2 separate regions of the Drosophila melanogaster genome follow, and region 1 is linked to region 2. The links are chromatin contacts, called in public Hi-C maps. All regions are on one chromosome and are shown on one strand. Each heading gives the region's core, a stretch centred on a gene start, on an enhancer-like site or on the middle of the called end of the contact. The rest is flanking DNA. Distances are from core to core; before and after follow the strand shown.

Region 1 (2,700 bases), core at 157-2,656, 67 kb after region 2:
AATAGCTTTCGACATATTAAATAAATAAATATATTAAAATTCAAAAACCTTATCAGTCGTTCTAATTTATATTCACTACTAATCTTACTTAAAGTTGGACCTATTTAACTATTCATAGTAAACCATATAAATGGCAAGTAAAGGTCAAGGAAACACATATGATTAGGGGATGGGCTGATAACTCATAAGCCTTAGTAACAACCCAAATCCAAGCAACCATTCCCAGAGGAATGCAAAAACTGTCAACATTCAGAGATGAGTATGATGGTGATTTTATAGCACACATACTAGCTGATTCCTGGACAGACAAGAAATAGAAAAAAGGACCTTACCACATGGGAATATCCTGGTGGAGTTGGTTCGGGGCCAGTCTGGGGGCGAGACTAGCCATCTCCACCAATGGTCAGAGCTCATAGAAGCATATTAAATACAATGAAGAAGTAAAGTGACAGCGGCCAATAGCAATATTAGAACTGAACATTACACAGAAGTAAAAGTTAACTATTTTGTATTTTAAATTTAAAAATCAAAATCTGTATTTGGGGCCATGGTTATATGCACATCAAGTGCGAGCGGTGTTATCCAATTGACGTAGGCCATCACATCGGTATAGACGTCCTTCTTTGACTCGGAATTACGATGGCTCAGAATGCCATATTGGTGAAATAGTGCAGACTCGTTAATTTGTTTGGTGAGTGGCCACCCAACTGCAATGGGTTGGGGGGGTAAAATGACATCGGGTCGTGGTTCACGAACTCCAAACAGGGAGAGAAACCAATTTAAAAAACGTTTCATGATGCCAGCTTTGTTCTTTTTAGGCTCTTCATTTTTTTTCTTTTCAATCTCAAAGGTAGGAGCTTTTGGTACTTTACCCACGTTTACATCAATGCATATCGGCTGTATATTTTTTTTGTATACAACACTTGTTTTCAATCTGAGCAAAGCTATATTATACTGATGGCTCTCTGAGGAATATGACCTATGTATGAGCGCCCTCGCAACATATATTTCTTCATACTGAAGTTTACTGCTGTTTTGAAGGGTTCCGTCAATCTCTCCCAAGCGAACGATGCTGTGAAGGGCAAATAATGAATACAGTATAGTGTTTGTTCTATTATTACATACAGTTCAGTTTGGTAATCTATGCAGCTCGCAGCGGTCAAGACAAACCCTATAAAATCAGCAACGTTGTTAAAAAAATTTTAATAAAATTGTATTTTAACACCTACGTTCGTTGATAAGCGTGCCAGTACACGTAATATTCGAACTTAGTTCTGGTCGAATTTTGACCAGCCATGGAGCGGGACTAAATACAGAACTTTTCCCGCAATTCTGCTCTAAAAATAATGCTGATCCCTGGTAAAACAGCAGCAGAGCAAATACCGCCAACCGGAGTGTCGCACTCATTGTCTTAAACTAAAATATACTTCCAAATAATAGCGATTAAAAGCAATCTTCAATTGAGCTGGCGCTACCCATTTCGCTTTTATGTTTGTTCTTATGAGCGATCAGAACGTTTAATTAACTGAAAGATTAAATCTACAACAAATAATTTATGCATAAATATGAGACAGTACTTAAAGAGAATTTCTTATTTCATATTTCCGTTTCATAGCGAGCTTAGGTTGAATAGGAACCAATTAAAAATGCTCAGTACTGTTCCATTAAATATTTAATATTCTTTTTTCTTGACTGGAGTACTTATATCAATCTCTAACGAGATTTGAGCTATCCAGTTAATATGAGACATAACATTTATATAAACCTCATCATAGGTTTTGTTATCACGATAGCTCAGGATTCCATATCGTACAAGTCCCTTGAAAGGACCGTTTGAGATTGTTTCAGTCCAAGGACTTCCAGTGGGTTTGGACTGCCATTTTTCTTCATTTTCTCCGAAAACATATTTACAGAATAAACCTTTTATGTTTTTACAAAAGTACCACATTTTGGGCTTTTCATTGATAATTTCAAAAGTGGTCGCCAATCCAAGGCTTTTAGGACTTTTTGTGATACACATCGGTCGAATGTGGGTCTTAAATTCCACTTCCGTTTGCAACCGAAAGATACACAAATTATTCGTATTGTTGGCCGGGAAATGTGTCATCCAAAAGTAAGCCTTTGTTACTCGGAAATTTTCGTAGCTTTTATCAAAATAGCCACTGCCCAAGCGAACAGTTCTATTTAAAAAAGGCAGATAATATTTTTTCTGGTGTTTTTTTAACTTAACAGGACTTACAGTTTTTCATTCTCTTTAAAACAACTCGCAGCTGTTAGAACATAAACTGAGAAACAATATATTGATTATTTTGTGTCTGATGAAGCATATCGCGTGTTATACTAACGATTATTTATGAGTGCTCCAGCGCAAATTACTTTAGAATCCGATAGAATTTCAGCCAGCCAGGGAGCATAGCTTGATCCATTAATCCGCTCCATGTGGTCTACGCAATCCTCCTCCAGAGTCTGGGCAGATCCCTGGTAAAACATCAAAACGATACACAGTACTATCCATCTTGCTGTGTTCATCGTTCCATGCGGCAATTCAACTGCCTGCCAACTGATTTTGAAATCGCAAGCTGAGTACTATTTTTATATGGTGTTTAAAACGACGCTTATCACGAATCTTAGCAGGAGCTTAGTCATTTTGTGTGTTTGTGGTAATTAAATTTGTATACATATTTTTGATTCGCTGAAGTC
Region 2 (2,700 bases), core at 189-2,688:
CGCTCTCATTGTCATTGGCAATAGTTTTGTACACTGTTCAAAAATCTGTTCAATACTAAAACAAATATTAAACCTAAATTGGTTGAAAACATTTTAAAAGTCTTGGGAACAGGACAAGTTATGTACACAAATTAAGATACATTGTTTGATTAATAGTGTACTTTTTTTTTAAGTGCACCGACTTTGTTGCTGTTTTAAGCTGCCTCAGATTCTACTTTCAGCTCGCTGCTCCGCCAGACAATAGTCAAAAATGTCTTCATGTCGAAACGAGGAGCATAACGGAAATTCGCATTTGAAAAATACTTTCTTCATTTAACAACAATGTCGGGCGGCGACAAGGACGATGGGAAGGTGGTAGCGACAAGACAGTGGCAGGGCGGCAAAGTGTTGGCATTACTGTAAATCGTTTTCGTTTTACGTTTCATAATGACAAAGACAGTGGCAGCGGATTCAAGGCAAGGCGATCCGAGCCGATTGACAGACAATGGGCGGAAATGAAAGGAGCTGTTGCCAAAAAATAGAACAATGAGACAAAGAAATCCGACCAAGTGTTTTTTAATGAGCGCTAAGCCCTAAGGTCAGATCAATATTTCATAATAGCTTACACAGCTCTTATAGTAATTATCAAACGCAAATAATCATATTGAAAATATGTAATCCTCCTGTGGCTTACAGCCATTGTTCCATCCTCCGGGGGTGGGGTGTTAAAACGACTCAAGTTTCATGACAAAACTTTTCACATAAGCGTGTGTACGGATAGGGAATTGATTTTTCTATAAGCCCAAGTGAAAACTTTCGGCCGCTTTCGCTGTATAAAATAAAAATAAAAACAATCAGCAAAATGCTGGCGTCCCAAATGCGCGACAAAAACACTTCACTCCGCCGACAGCTCATTTTCATCGGGATGAGAGTTGCCAGGAGCAGGAACGAAAGCAGGAGAAAGCGCAGGACATGCGGTGACATTTCGCCAAGAGGCGTTTGCGGGCGGGCATATTTAAATCTAATTTTGTCACTCAACAAACAGCGACACGCTCACATATTCTGCATGCAACTGATGCTGCTTATGCAGAGCGAAAAATATAATTCGTTCAGTGCTCTCAAATCAATTATAAAGTTTTCTTTTAAAACTGCATACTGCCAAACTCAAACTCATACTAAAAAGCCAAGCATTTAATTTAACTTCAAGTAGTATTTAAAATGTTCTCCCACGTAGCGTATCATAAGCAAATAAGTTGATTTTTTCCCAGTGTAGTGCTGCTTTTGACTCACTGTAATCGTGATTTCCTGTGCAACAGACGGCGAAGCGAAGGCGACAGGGTGAGCAAAAGGAGCGGAGATAGAAGCATTGTTGTCGCCCTGCTGCTGTCTTTGTGGGACGCGTTAAAAATGTCACAGCGCATTGCATACTTATTGGAGCATGTGTTAATGCACCACCACAGGCATCGCACCACCGAACCGCCAAACCACCGCTGCAGTGCGCTGGCAGGATAAATGTTACGCGCTGCATGCATTTGTGGCTGGCAAAATCCTTTCGCTTTTTTCCCTTTTTTTTCCATTCGACGTTTGCATATTCTCAGCTCACACACACATACACACTCGGCTTTTCCTACCTTTTGTGGCAGGTGTTTGAATTAGCTTTCTGTTGGTTGGCCGGGCTTTAGCTGCAGCACAATGGCTTGCAATTGCACAAAAGCTTATTAGGTTTTCCCTGCCGTTCGTTTCACTCGTTTTCCCGCTGTTTGTGTGTGTGTGTGTGACTACCATTTCGTTTCAGCCGTAGAATTCGTGTGTGTGAGTGTGTAATACTTTTTTTTACAACAAATAATGCGCTTTGAGGTCGCGTGCTTCACGTGTTTTAATCCATTCGCTTTTAGCCCCCACCCCCCGTTCACAACTTTTGTGGCACTTTTACGCTTCGCTTTTAACGGCGGCGGTGCAAACGGCGGCTCCAAATCCATTTGACAATGTAAACAACAAAGGGAAACTCGGTTCCCAAAATGCATAGTTCACTTCGATAAACAGAAGTAGAGGTTCCGCCGGAAAACTATCGGGAGTTGGAAGTATTTAAAGCGCTTTAATATCTCTCATGCGCTATTCGAGTAAGTATCTGTATCTTCGAAACTATCTGTGAGCTTAACTTACATTAAATATTAAAGCAAACGAAAGTCATATGAAACGAACAAACCAAATTGAAAGTGTCCTTCTATTGCTAGTTAAATATTTCTGCAAAATTTCACTTCTATTCATTAAATTTAAACTTTAGCCTGGAGCTTCACCTTTATATGCTTTTTCCCTTACTTATCTGCTATCCGACATGACCCATGAATTATATTCGGACAACAATGGACGGCAAGCACTCTCCAGCAGATGCGTTGCCCATGGCTATAATATGACCCGGGGCACTTGAAAATGGATCGAGGATTGCCGGGATGTACTACCATTTCGTTTACACGGCAATTTCAGCTTGAGCTGCTGTTGATTTAATTCAAGAGGCCATGCATTTGCAATGTCGAGGGTTCACATGAAAAATGTACTTCGCTTCGCAGGAGTTTTATCCTTCTTTTTTCGATATAATTGCTCGGCTATTCGGGCGATGCAAATACAAGTGGCAATGTAACATAATTTTCGAGCAAAATGCATCAAAATGGACCATCGTGAAAATCTCCATTTTCATATGTTTGCATAGCAGTCTAAACTTCA

Evidence for each region. Hi-C and Micro-C count contacts between places; a contact is called where the count stands out from the background.
Region 1: a Hi-C map of the Kc167 cell line shows a contact between it and region 2, with 1.7 times the contacts expected there. The contact joins the promoter of CG43125 here to the enhancer-like site in region 2. A contact is called at or near these places in 6 of 107 Hi-C or Micro-C datasets (the Clone 8 cell line, the Kc167 cell line, the ML-DmBG3-c2 cell line and 2 more) and 1 of 6 datasets of contacts at active chromatin or transcription factors (the Kc167 cell line).

The regions. Positions count from the first base shown.
Region 1 is chr3R:28,262,216-28,264,915 of dm6, forward strand. CG43125 reads right to left here and starts at 1,407. Exons shown (of 3, transcript NM_001260415.1): 1 at 1,230-1,407; 2 at 1,126-1,171; 3 at 520-1,072. The coding sequence starts at 1,407. The coding sequence ends at 520. CG43124 reads right to left here and starts at 2,558. Exons shown (of 3, transcript NM_001260416.2): 1 at 2,346-2,558; 2 at 2,240-2,285; 3 at 1,656-2,180. The coding sequence starts at 2,529. The coding sequence ends at 1,673.
Region 2 is chr3R:28,195,288-28,197,987 of dm6, forward strand. The region is part of intron 2 of CG34354; the gene reads left to right. Among named protein-coding and RNA genes, the nearest start is that of lncRNA:CR46079, 43 kb to the left of the region's middle. Within about 2 kb of position 1,439, at least 11 of the 39 cell types and tissues checked have an H3K27ac peak or open chromatin away from gene starts, as enhancers often do. A contact at or near this core is called in the Kc167 cell line, where this site is marked.